Regions from separate parts of the Callithrix jacchus genome. Here region 2 is linked to region 1. The links are chromatin contacts, called in public Hi-C maps. All regions are on one chromosome and are shown on one strand. The core of a region is the stretch at or near the end of the contact, and the rest is flanking DNA. Distances in the headings are between cores, read along the strand shown. Region 1 overlaps LOC144580311 (a long non-coding RNA gene). Region 2 has its middle 400 kb from the start of HLX.

Region 1 (6,449 bases), core at 3,071-5,570:
TTTTTCAATAATAGCTTTTCTTGACTTTCTTAATGGTTTCTTTATATCATTCTACTTTATTAAGTCAAAATGTTAGTAATTTAAGTTATTTATTTTATTAGATATTTGTTTGTTTGTTTGTTTGTTTGTTTTGAAATGGAGCCTTGCTCTGTTGACTAGTCTGGAGTGCAGTGACGGGAGGGATTTGGGCTCACTGCAACCTCCACTTCCTGGGTTCAAGTGATTCTCCTGCCTCAGCCTCCCAAGTAGCTGGGACTACAAGCAGACATCATCACACCTGGCTAATTTTGGTATTTTTAGTAGAAAGGGGGTTTCACCATGTTGGCCAGGCTGGTCTTGATCTTCTGATGTTAGGTGATCCACCCGCCTTGGCCTCCCAAAGTGTTGGGATTACAGGTGTGAGCCAATGTGCCTGGCCTTAACTTATTTATTTTCCAGTTCACACATGAAGGGAACATGACATGATGAAAGAGCACCTGGAATACAGCCAGGATGCTGGAATTTTAGTCCTAGAAGCCACTGACTTTGGGCAAGTTATCAAATATGCATGGTCGTCTGTTTCTTTACTCATAAAATGTGGACATTGGGAAAGCTGATCAATAAGGGCGTCATCAGCTCTAATGTCTATATTGCTGTGTTCTGTCCATCTCTGTTAATATATTTGGAAATGAAACAAACACTACGGCCTAATTCACACCTACCATACAGGCTGCTGAGAGGATTGAATGAGTCTGTATTACATGTGGACAAGGACCTGGTCCCCAGAAACCACTGCATAAGATCTATGTGGTATTCTATTCAAGTATCTCATTAATCAAGTCTTATCTAATGTATGTCTTTGGTTATTAATTTCCCAATTTGTAAAATGAAGCTATCGGATTAAATGAATGATATTGAATTTACTACCACCAAAAATTGCTTTGATTTTCCTCACTCAAGCAATTTATATTTTTAAAGATTCTGTCCATTCCAAAATTGCATGTATTGAATAATAATTGTATTATTCTCCCACTTTAAATACTGACCATATACATATATAAATATTTTATTCTGGTTTTCTCTCCCAAGTGTTAAGATCAGAATGTTCAGAGCCTTTGAAAACAAGGGCTGATGTAGGGCCTGTCATACCCAGAGCTATCAGCTGAGGATTCTCCTATGGGGACGATAGAAAGTGTGCTGTTGTTTCTCATACCCTAGGACTAAGGGTAGCAGAAGGGGAATTATTTATCTAATTTTTCTAAAGGAAATTATTTTTAACTCTAATATGCACACTGCAAACTGATGCTAATTATTAAAACTTTTGCTTTTCTCATATAAAAATTAAAACCTGTTTGTTGTGAAAAGCACCAAGATGAAAATTTCACCCAGGAACACCTACGGTGCTCCGGCAGGTAATCTAAATATACACAAAGTGGGTAGGTCCTTTGAAAACAGTGTAAAGTGAGGTCACAGAACAGAAAAGGTTAAGTGAACAGACATATCTAGAAGGCAAATGCAACCTTAAGCTGGCAGTTTGTAATCTGTCATTTAAAACCATCATAATTTCTTCAGTCGTAGACAATCACTGTTAAAAATCGAATGTAGACAGGGCGTGGTGGCTCACGCCTGTAATCTCAGCACTTTGGGAGGCCAAGGTGGGCAGATCACGAGGTCAAGAGATTGAGACCACCCTGGCTGACATGGTGAAACCCCATCTCTACTAAAAATACAAAAATTAGCTGGCTGTGGTGGCGTGTGCCTGCAGTTCCAGCTACTTGGGAGGCTGAGGCAGGAGAATCACTTGAACCTGGGGGACAGAGGTTGCAGTGAGCTGAGATTGTGCCACTACGTTCCAGCCTGGTGACAGATTGAGACTCTGTCTAAAAAAAGAAAAAAAAGTAATGTGTGTTTTTTCAGATCTGTACTTATATACATAATATTATGTTAATATATGTTTAACTTTGTAACAGAAGTGATATCCTAATGAACATTTTCTTCTAGGTCAGTTTATTTAATATATTGGAAGCATTGTTTCATAAACACATGATTCTAATGGCTGTGCAACTCTTTTTAACACACACTTTTATTCAATGATTTCTTCTTTTGGGAATTATGTTGCTCTCTTCCAAATGTGCCTAGATGTCAAAATAAACATCTGAAAGTCTTTGAGGTAACCTGGTTCCAAAGTGATTAATCCTATAAGTCTTTCTTTAGGTCTGTGTAGACCCTTGAAAGCTTAGTGGTCCCTTAGAGGCAGAAGGCTCCCAGAACCTGATGTGCTGTCTGGTCTGAGATTTATGAAATCAGGGGCTTGCTTTTTCTTAACACACGAAGTGTGTACTGATGGAAGGATGCCATGTCACATTTATGTTTTGTCACCAAACATGTAGTGTTTGATTAAAAAATTGGGAATTGGCTGGGCGCAGTGGCTCCTGCCTGTAATCCTAGCACTTTGAAAGGCCAAGGTGGGTGGATCACCTGACAGGAGTTCAAGACAAGCCTGGCCAACATGGTGAAACTCCGTCTTTACTAAAAATACAAAAATTAGTCAGGCATGGTGGCAGGTGCCGGTAATCCCAGCTACTCGGGAGACTGAGACAGCAGAATAAATAGCTTGAGCCCAGGAGGCAGAGGTTGCAGTGAGCCAAGATCACGCCATTACACTCCAGCCTGGGGAACAAGAGCAAGACTGCCTCAAAAAAAAAAAAAGGGGGGGGAATTGATCAAGCACGGACAACATTAACTTATTTACATTCTACCTGAATGTTTCTTCATATAACGTTGAATTTTATTTAAAGTAGGATAAAAATGTTCTGATAGCAAAGTACTGTCACTTCGAATAAACCTTTTCCTTTCCATTTTCTCAGCAGAACCACCGAAGCAATTGGCAGCTATTTGGTGAGCTTCTCCCCCTGCTCCTAATCCACTCCTCTTTGTTCTGAAAACAGCTCCATGATCCTGTCACTCTTTTGTTCACTGACCATCTTTGGTTCCTCATGGCACAGAATAAAGCTCCATTTTATAGTTAGGCACTCAAGGCATTTCACTTGAGGCTCTAAACTGCTCTTTCCACCTCATTTTCCATGTTCTCCTTCATAAATTGTTTGCTATAGGCAAACTGACTAATAGTAAAAACCATCTTTAACTGACTGCCTGCCATGTATTAAGTGGATTTTGCTAAATATCTACAATAACCCTGAAAAGTGTAATTGTTATTTTTTGTCTGTATATGAAGAATCAGTGTATAAGAGAAAGAGGTAGGATTTGAATCCTGAGTTTTTCCACTATGCCCATTTTTTTCCATTTTTTTATTGTGGTAAAATACCCATAAAATTTACAATTTTTACCATGTTAAGTGTATAGTTTAGTGTTACTAAATGCATTCATAATATGCATCCATCACCCCTATCCATCTCCATAACTTTTTGTCCTGTAAATCCAAAATTCTATACCCATTAAACAATGGCTCCTCTTTCTCTCCTCCCCTACAGCCCCTGAAACCCTCCCTATACTACATTCTGGTTCTATGACTGTGATTTCTCTTAAATAATGTCATGTAAGTGGAATCATGCAGTATTTTCTTTTTGTAGAGTGGCTTATTTCATCAGCATCCTGACCTCAAGCCTTATCCATGTTGCAGGGCTCCACAGGATTTTCTTCTTCTTTAAGGCTATTTCACTCACATACAGATCACGTTTTGTGATTCTTTCATCCACTGATGGACCTTTGGGTTGCTCCCTTGTTTTGGCTATTGTGAATATGCTGCTATGAACATGGGTAGAATAAATATCTCCTTGAAACCCTGCTTTTACATGTAGACCCAGAGGTTCCCACTAAGCCCCTTTGCTTTGGATTTCCAAATCAGAGCCCTCTAATTGGCCCTTACTTTCCTGCCTTTGAGCTTTTCCTTTTGCTGTACAGCCTACCTGTCCTGTCCTGTTTTGGTTCCCTGCCTGTTGAAGTCGGTTTATTCCACAAGGCTCTTCTATTTGTACCTAGCCCGATGCCTTTCACACAGTAAGTGCTCAATAACTAATATATAGTTTGATGTATCTTTACTACATCTCTGCTAAAACATCACAAAGAGATAAAAGGCAGAAATGATGCCTTATCATCCCTCATGGCCTGCACACAGTAGACAGTTTAGGAAAAGTATATTAAACAAATAAAGTCCCCATATCCCCTGGAACAAAAGGTTTGCAGGGCAGTGTTTTTCATGGGCTGTCCAAGACCTCATGTCAGAAATGTATGTTTAGGCAGCAGGAACACACAAGAGTCAGGAGAGCAAGAAAGTACGCTGGAAAATTTTGCTAGCTGGGTCGATTCCAATTTGGCAAAAATAAGCCTTCTGCTTTTTCTCCAGGGTTCTTTCTCCCAGCATCGCTTATTAATGCTAATTAGTCAAGGGTGTGCCATGATGCAGAACACTTGTGACCCATAAGGATTAGGGAGAGAGACTGTCATTTCTCAAAAGACCCATGAGAGGCAGCAAGAGTCAGCCATGGGGAAGGAGAGGAGGGGAAGAGGAACTTCTCTGCAAAGAATCGCACTAAAGTAAGTGCAAGTAAAAATAAATCCACATATAAAACAACTGTACAAATGTTAGCAGTATTTTCACAGCTGGGTTTCTTTGCCTAAAATACTTAGCACTTACTTTACAAAACTCACTTCTAAACAGAAATGGTCTGACGGATCACAGAAGCTGAGCCCTGATACAACTCTGATTTTGAACTTGACTTTTGCCCAGATGGGAATAAAAATAATGACTTCTAAGTAAGAACTTTAATTGCCATGAATTCACACCAGACTGTGGTGGGTGACCTTTATCACTCAGATGAGGAAATTAAGGTAGGGCTTGGTTTAGGAAGCTAGATTCATAACAGCATATTTATATCCAGATTAGGTAGGACTCTGGATTTAAAACACTTTCCCCTGGAAAACACCAACTCTGTCTGTTTCCATGGCACTAAAAACACCCTGCTTGAATAACTGCCCAGTTACTTATCATAGCAGGATTAGTGGTCTTCTCAAAGCATCTGCATTCACATTCCTGGTATTTATTTCCTGTAGATATTGGTTTCAAAGACTGCTGCCACAGGACATGAATAATCACGGTGACTCACTTTTGGGGACTTTCCCCTGGGGAGTGCCACCTACACAGCCACAGAATGGACTATGCACATAGTAATTAAAATATGTTTCATCTCCAAATGACTATGACAGAAGCTATACTGATGAATATGACAACTCAGTAAAAAATAACCTCATGACTAGCAGGGATTTAAACATTGTGCTTATGATGTTATCTTTCATCAATTCATTTAATAAATATTTAGTGAATGATGAGACTTCTACAGTCAGAGTGCTGGTTATCGAAATATGTAAATGGAATTAGACACAGACCATGTTTCAGTAAATGTACAACCCAGCAGGCACTTTTCCTATCAACTAATGAAATTTTTTAATTTAATATTTTTGATCAAAGCAAGGAAGTCTTCACCATTCCCCTCCAAAAAATATATTTGGTAAGAAAACAGTAAACAGAACCAATTACTCCTTCTTGGTTGAGTTAAGAAAACACGCTTTGTGCTTACATTTCCACGGTGACCAGGGATTTCTCACCCCTTGAATTTCTGCAGCATAAATTGATGACGTCTCTTCACTTCCCTGTCTCATTTCCCTGCCCAGGTGGTAAGCCCTTTGCGTGAAAGGCCTCTGCCTGACTCATCTCTGTATCTGCAATGCCTCACACATGCCTCACTTCTCCCTGCCAGGCAAGCAGTATTAGCGAAAACAGGATGTCATCAGTTAAGTAAAGATGAGGTTGACAACAAACTGTGAATAGAAAAGTCGAATAGAAATGCATTGGCCTTAAAAAAATTGTTTTCCAAATTATCCTATAGTAAAGTTGACTTTTCTCTTTGATGTACAGCTCTATGGATTTCTACATAGGTATAGATTTGTGTAACCACCACAAAGAGGATACAGAACAGTGCCATGACCCCTGAGAGCTTCCCCATGCTATCCCTTTACAGTCACCCTCTCCCTCCACCACAATCCCTGGCAATCACTGATCTCTTCTCCACCACCGTAATTCTGTCTCTTGAGACTGGAATCTCTTATTCAGCATGGAGTTATCTAAGTTGTTCTTTTTTATTACTGAATAGTGTTCTATCATATGCAGTATTGCAGTTTATTTATTCTTTCACTCATTAAGGGACATTTAAGCTATTTTCAGTTTCAAACTACTGTTAAAAAAAAAAAAGCTACTCTGAATATTTATCAGTTTTCATGTGAACACACATTTTCATTTCCCTAAGGTAAATACTCAGGATTGGTCTGTGGAGTCATAGAGTAGACGTATGTTTCACTTTACAAAGAAGCTGCCAAGCCATCGCCCAGAGTTGCTGTAGCCATCATGTATGTGAATTCCACTTACTCTGCATCCTTGTCAGCACTCAATATTGTCA
Region 2 (6,713 bases), core at 4,043-6,542, 170 kb after region 1:
GACATCAAGGGTGAAGGCTGTCCAGACACTTGGAAATTACCTACCTCATAGGAGAGGAAGAGAGAATGTGAGTAGAGCTTCTCCAGTCAGAATTAACAAGTGGAGAGATTTAACTTGTCTTTCTCAACCTGGTTGTCCTATTGCTTCTTTGGCAAGTCTTGATAAATGTTTAAGGAGGCAGATAAGGAGAAGAAAGGAGAAAAAGAAGGAGAAGAAATAAGAATAGAAAGAGATAGGAAAAGGAAGAGAAGGAGGAGGGGGAAACAAGGAAAAATGGATCATAAGTAAAAATGTTTAACTATAAACTTCCTCAGGTTTTTATCTGGGAGTCATCCCTAAATAAGATGACTTTCTTTATCTTTCAGACTCTGGCTTCTTTAAAATATTTCTATGAGTTCATGACTTTCTTCATAATTTTTGAAGAGAGATTCTTGCCTTTGTGAACTTAGGTGCTAAACGTGGTGCTTCCCAGTTTATTCAGCATCACTGGCAGAGTGGTGGAGCCCCTTAGGGGGTCATCACTAAGGTAACATTCTTTACTTTGCAGACTGTAAGTGGTGGAGCCCCTTAGGGGTCATCACTAAGGTAACATTCTTTACTTTTCAGACTGTAAGTGGTGGAGCCCCTTAGGGGGTCATCACTAAGGTAAGTAAGTAAGTAAGGTCATCACAAAGTAAGTCATTCTTTACTTTTCAGACTGTAGCTTCTTTTAAATATTTTTATGAGTTCACAACTTTCTTCTTAACTCTGGAAGAGAGAATCTGGACTTTGTGCATTGAGGTGCTAAACCTGGTAAATCCCAATTTATTCCATTTCAGTTCAGAGTAGTGGAGCCCCTTATTTTTGGAGTGGGACAGTATCCTGAGTAAAATCTCACAGCTAGCTGGTGGCAGATAATGCTTTTTTTTTCCTCAATTAGATTGTGAATTATTGAGGAAAGACCAGATGTTCCGTGATTTTTTAAAGTATTCTGTAGCTAGCACTGCATCTTATTCACTGTCCATGACTCACAAAGTCCCACTGAATGAGTGGAGACCTATGATTTGCTCCACTCCAGAAAGCTACCAGATGCAACTGAAACTGGAAATGTTGGCCCTTCAGGAGCAGAGGAAGTATCTCTAACTTGTAACATCATAATACTCGCCAACACTTCTTATATTCTGGGTACTGTTCCATGTATTGTATGTATGCAGATGCATTGAATTCTTCCAACAACCTACATGGCTGCCATTTTTATCATCATCGTTGTGATTAACGTCATCAACCTTGTTTTACTAATGAGGATGGAGGAAAAAGGGTTTAGGTAATTTATTCAAGACCACATAGAAGGTGATACAGTTTGGATATTTTCCCTGCCTAAATCTCATGTTGAAATGTAATCTCCAGGGTTGGAAATGGGGCATAGTGGGAAGTGTTTGGGTCGTGGGGGTGGATCCCTCGTGGCTTGGTGCTGTCCTCACAGCAGTGAGTTTCTGTAAGATCTGGTTGTAGCAAAGCGTGGAAACTCCTCCCCACCCTCACTCTCTCTTTCTCTTGCTCCTGCTTTTGCCACGTGCAGTGCCTACTCCCACTTTGCCTTCCACCATGAGTAAAAGCTTCCCGAGGCCTCCCTAGAAGCAGATGCTAGCACTGTTTCCTGTATAGCCTGAAGAACCATGAGCCACTTAAATTTATTTTCTTACAAATTACCCAGTCTCGGGTATTTCTTTATAGCATTCGAGAATGGGCTAATAAACCAGGGCGGTGGCAGAATGAGAATGACAGCAAAGGTCGCCCTGTTCTGAGGGTTGCAGCTCATATACATCATACACCATTGCCTCTCAATGTGGTACATGTAAGAACGGAAATATTCTCAGTAAAGCACTAAAAGCAAACATGAAATCTCTGAGTTGTGAAAAGGAACCTAGTCCTGATGAAATGCGGGTTATTACTCAAAATTATGGTTTCTTCCATCAGACTTCTCTGCTGGAGGCCGACACCTGTTGTTGAGTTTGTATGTGTGTGTTTGCTCTTCAAGTTTGGCTACAGTGCCCAGTACATGCAGAATTCTAACCATATTCAGTGTCTTTGGCAGGAGACTGGGCAGTGAGGGAAGCCAGCAGACAGCAAGTTCAGAAATGTACACAATGCCAGTACTTTTGACATATCATCTGGTTCCAAGGGATAATTTTAAAAACAAAAATTTTAATGTCTATCTTATATGTGTGTGTATATATATCTCATATATGCATAATTTAACATATATATGTATCTTACGTACATACAAATAATCTGTGACTACTAGATGCCGAGTGTTTGTACATTTTATCTTATTTATTCCTCACTTACTCATTGACAATCACTAAGTGCCACAGCAAGGATTCAGAGTGAAGACTGTCCGGCTCCAGCCTCTGTCGGTCTCCAATTGCCAGGAGATACGGCCTCTGTGAGCTGGTTAATAGCTGGTTCCTCTTACTTACTCAATCTCCGGGAGCCCAACTTTTCTCCCATGTAACATATGTAAAGGCTACTCAGTTACATTATTATGAGGACTGCATAAGATGAGAAAACATCCGGCTTGTGGTGCTACCTTAAAAATTTTTTGTCTCATTCCTTAAAAATAAGAGACTTGAAATTCCCAAGGGTCTTACTTTGTCCCAAGTGTCTCCCTCTGTCTGCTTACACTTCTTCTAGCCAGAAAAAAAAAATAAATAGGAGGAAGGCCTTGATATTGTTTACAACTTCTGAAAACCCCCTACCTCAATCCCTTCCTCCTATATGATTTCAAAGGCACAAAATCTGGGCTTTTACAAAACTAAGCCTCAACTGCATAGTTCAAGCAGATGGCTCATGACCCCATCTTATCCAAATGTCAAACCTTTTCCAAAGACCGCAGTTCAATCAGCAGATCATGACTCATTGGTGGGTCACAAAATTCATTCATTGGGTTGCAGCCAGCGTTTTTTGAAAATAAAATAAAAAATCAAACCAATAGATTTGGAAATAGCAGAGTTTATCCCACACTGGTAAGTAAGAGAAGTTTTGTTTTGGGCAACTTTGATTTCAGTTGCGTTTAGTCTCTGTGCACTATCTTCCAATGTGTTTCTTATTTTGATGTATTGGTGGATTTCTTGGAGATGGGTGTCAGGATTAAGGAACTCTTGAGGAACTAACTTCTTTTGTAACTTAGGCTAATACAAGTTGATACCCTGATATTAATTTTGTTCAGGAGTTGCCTAAATCTTTTTAGCAGTACTGAGCCACCTGTGACAGAGTTTGGGATCTAAAATTAGCTTATCAAAAGACTGAAATCCAGAAGTCCAAGGGTAATGGTGTCTGACTTCTCCATTAGTGATTTCTGGTATAGTTCCTGTCTAAAGCATCTATCACTTCATCCTCAGTATTCTTCAGCAAATTTGAGAGGGCTCTACAGCTTGACGGTCTTTAGAAGGGTGTTAGGAGAACCCAAACAGGTGTTTGTTTAAGTGGTGCTTTGAAACTCACGACCCCTAAGTTTCACAATGATAAGCTCCATGATTTTCTCAGTTATCCCCTATTCCCAACCCGCTTCATCACTCTGCATTCCCAAAGCCCAGTACAGTGCCTGGTATTGTAAGAGCTAATTAATATTTGTTGAATGAATTAACAGTAAGTGTAGCTCCAGAAGCCAAAGCAAAATGAGGATTTCACCCAATACTCTAATGTTTTTATTCAGTATAAGAGTGAAAACCTTGGCTAACATTTTCTCTGTCAGAAATATGCCTAACAGCACAAGAACAAATTCAATGACACCATAAGGAAACAATCAGTCAAATTTACAGTATGGAATATTTCTGCAGACAAAATGTGGATATTCCCAACAGATCTGTGGCATAAAACTAGAGAAGGAGAAGGAAGAGAAAGAGGAGTGGGAAGAGAAGAAAGAGGAGGCCCTGTTACAAAACAAGAGACTTAAGGAAAAAATAACCAATGCAGTGAGTGGGTCTTGTTTGGATTCTGAAACAGTTAAAAATGTATATATTGAGTTAATTAGGAAAAAATATGCATTCGGTATTAGATAACTCAGGAGTTACCATTAATTAAGTGTAATATTGGCATGGTGATTATGCTAAAAATAAAGTTCTTATCCATTAACAAGGTATGCCAAAGTGTTTACGGAGAAAAAGACACAACATCTGCCATTTGTTTGTAAATCTCCAAGTACAAAAGCCATGCATGTGTGAGAAGAGGATTTGATAAAACGAGATTGGCCACATGTTGATTCATGTGAGCGTTCAAGGACAGGTGCATTGAAGTTCATCACACTATTTTCTCAACCTGCATATGCCTTGGAATTTCCCTGCTAAAAAGTTGTCTAGAGTTAGACCTAGCAGATTACAAACGACAACGTAAAAGTTCAAAACTGTGATTTCATGCTGTCTTGTGTAGTCACATTCCAGGAGGACCCAAGACAGCATTTGCTGGACTTTGTGCCGACTTTGAACACTTCCCAAATGTGGTAATCTGCTGTAGCTTGTTCATTATTTTTAAAAAATAAAAGATCACACGTGCTGTTAGAAGCATCAAAACTTCATTCTATTCATCTGGAGCAAAATGCTCCTCCCAATACAGCTTTTCCTTGAAAGAGGAGGAGGGCAGAGAGAGCCTGGGGTGAGAGGTCGGAGAGGAGAAACGATCATTGGGTTTTCTACTTTCGGCAGAATGGCAAGACCCTTGGGGAGACAGTAAATTGAAATTAAGGCTGTTTGAGGCAGCCTACAGGATGTGCCTGCAAATGTTAGACATATCGAAATGGTGAAAAAGTCTGTGTGTGCCCATTCATATGAAGTGAATGCCCTGTAATGTGCTGCAGCCCTTGGGAATGGTGGCTGGATTGAGGAACGGGGGCCGGAAGAATGGGATGGATTTGACATAAGTACTTTTAAGTGCTCTGAAGGCTGGGCTCCTCCCTGCGGTTTAATAGCTAAGTCCACAGGGAGCTACAAGGAAAGAGCCCAGTGAATCCCTACAGCTTTTCGTTTTAAGGATAACAACTCTTAAAACAGGTGTGAGCTCAGAAAGATCCTTTTTCGCCTTGTTTTGAGAGTCTTCTGTGGCCAGCCAGCTCTCTGTGTATTATTATCATTCCACAGAATGAGGTCTGGGTAGGGGAAGGGAGGAGAGGAAAGAGAAGCTGAATAAACAGAAATCGCTTCGACTGACTAATATTCATTAAGTCCACTGGTCATGCGCTATGAAATTTATTAAACCGTGGTTTCCAGGAGAATGTATTAGCGCAGCTAACGAGCACAAATAAAAAAGAGGCCTCCAGGAAATGGTTTCCTGGGCCTGGATGAGACTAGTGAGTAATGTGACAAGACATTAAAATGTTAAAAGCTTCTCTTACAGTCTAGAAGGCTGACTATTGGAAGGAGTTGCCTTTAGTGGAGGAGGGGGAACAGGAGAGAAACTGAAACAACTTGTGTGCAGGAGCCTAAAGCTTCGTATTTGTATTCACCAGGCAAGGAGGCTCTGTGAAGGCCTCTGAATTTCAGTGCTGCCATCTGGTGGAGAATACGCTTGAGATACTGCAGAAAACGATGGCAGCCGCCATCTTTCAAATGTCAGGAATTTGAGCCCAAGACGTAGAAACACTTGGCTGTTTCCTGAGTGGCAGCAATGGAATCCTTTGTAACTGTGGTATCAGGAGCAAAGAAAAACAGTTGCATAGTCCCTGTATATGCAGATACATGGCTTAAGTACCATATAAAGAAAGCACAGCTATCTCATTCTGCTATTCCATTCCATCAGGATTTCAGCAATCAACTTTCACGAATTCCTACCTGCAGTCTTAGGCTAAAGTGTTAGCCCTCTTAAAGACACTTGCTTCACAATCTGGTCCAGTTGCTCCAATCAGAAACCTTAGGGTCATCCTTGATTCCCTTCTTTCTCCCACCTGTGAAATCAGCAAATCCTGTTGATTCTATAGTTGCAGTATCTCCTGGGCTACTTCTTGTCATGTAGGGGCTGCTACCCTGATATGAGCCACCAGCATCTCTCTCCTGGATGACTGCAGTAGCTTCTGAACTATTCTCCCTACTTGCAACCTTGCAATCTAGTTTGTTCTCTACCAGCCACCAGAAAGAACTATTAGAACATGTTAGATTTTCTCCTTTTTCTGCTAGAAACCGTCTCGTGGTCCCTAAGCTCACTCACAGTAAAAATCTAAAGTCGTACCAAATGTTTCAAGGTCCCAAATGATCTGGCCCCAGTTCCCTCTCTGACTTCATCTCCACTTTCTGCTCATCTACTCTGTTCCAACTACGTTGACCTCCTTGCCAGTCCTCAAAGAGGCCATGCATGTCCCTAACTCAGTTTCCTCTGCCTGGAATGTTCTTTATCCAGACATCTTCATGGCTTTCTATTCGTTCTGCCAGGTCTCTAGCAAATATTATCTTATCAAGGAGGTCTTCTATTACCATCATATTTAGACACCACACCCTCTTCTCTCTGGCTCCATCACTCTTTATTTTCTCTAATTTTTTTCAATGTTTTCACTGTGATAAAATACACATAATATAAAATGTATCATCAAACATATTAAATATATTGTATGTATTAAACATATTCATAATTAAGCACATTCATAATGTTGTATAAGCATTACCCTCATCCATCTCCAAAACTCTTTTCATCATATGAAACAGAAATTCTTGTTTATTATACAATAAGCCCCTGGCAACTACCATGCTACT

What was found. A called contact is a pair of places that touch in the nucleus more often than the background predicts.
Region 2: a Hi-C map of skeletal muscle shows a contact between it and region 1, with 5 times the contacts expected there. The contact joins two enhancer-like sites. A contact is called at or near these places in 3 of 3 Hi-C or Micro-C datasets (induced pluripotent stem cells and skeletal muscle).

The regions. Positions count from the first base shown.
Region 1 is chr19:7,157,816-7,164,264 of calJac240_pri, forward strand. All of the region lies in intron 1 of LOC144580311 (a long non-coding RNA gene), which reads left to right. Among named protein-coding and RNA genes, the nearest start is that of DUSP10, 280 kb to the left of the region's middle. Within about 2 kb of position 4,321, at least 4 of the 16 cell types and tissues checked have an H3K27ac peak or open chromatin away from gene starts, as enhancers often do. A contact at or near this core is called in skeletal muscle, where this site is marked.
Region 2 is chr19:7,328,504-7,335,216 of calJac240_pri, forward strand. No RefSeq gene overlaps it. Among named protein-coding and RNA genes, the nearest start is that of HLX, 400 kb to the right of the region's middle. Within about 2 kb of position 5,293, at least 1 of the 16 cell types and tissues checked has an H3K27ac peak or open chromatin away from gene starts, as enhancers often do. A contact at or near this core is called in skeletal muscle, where this site is marked.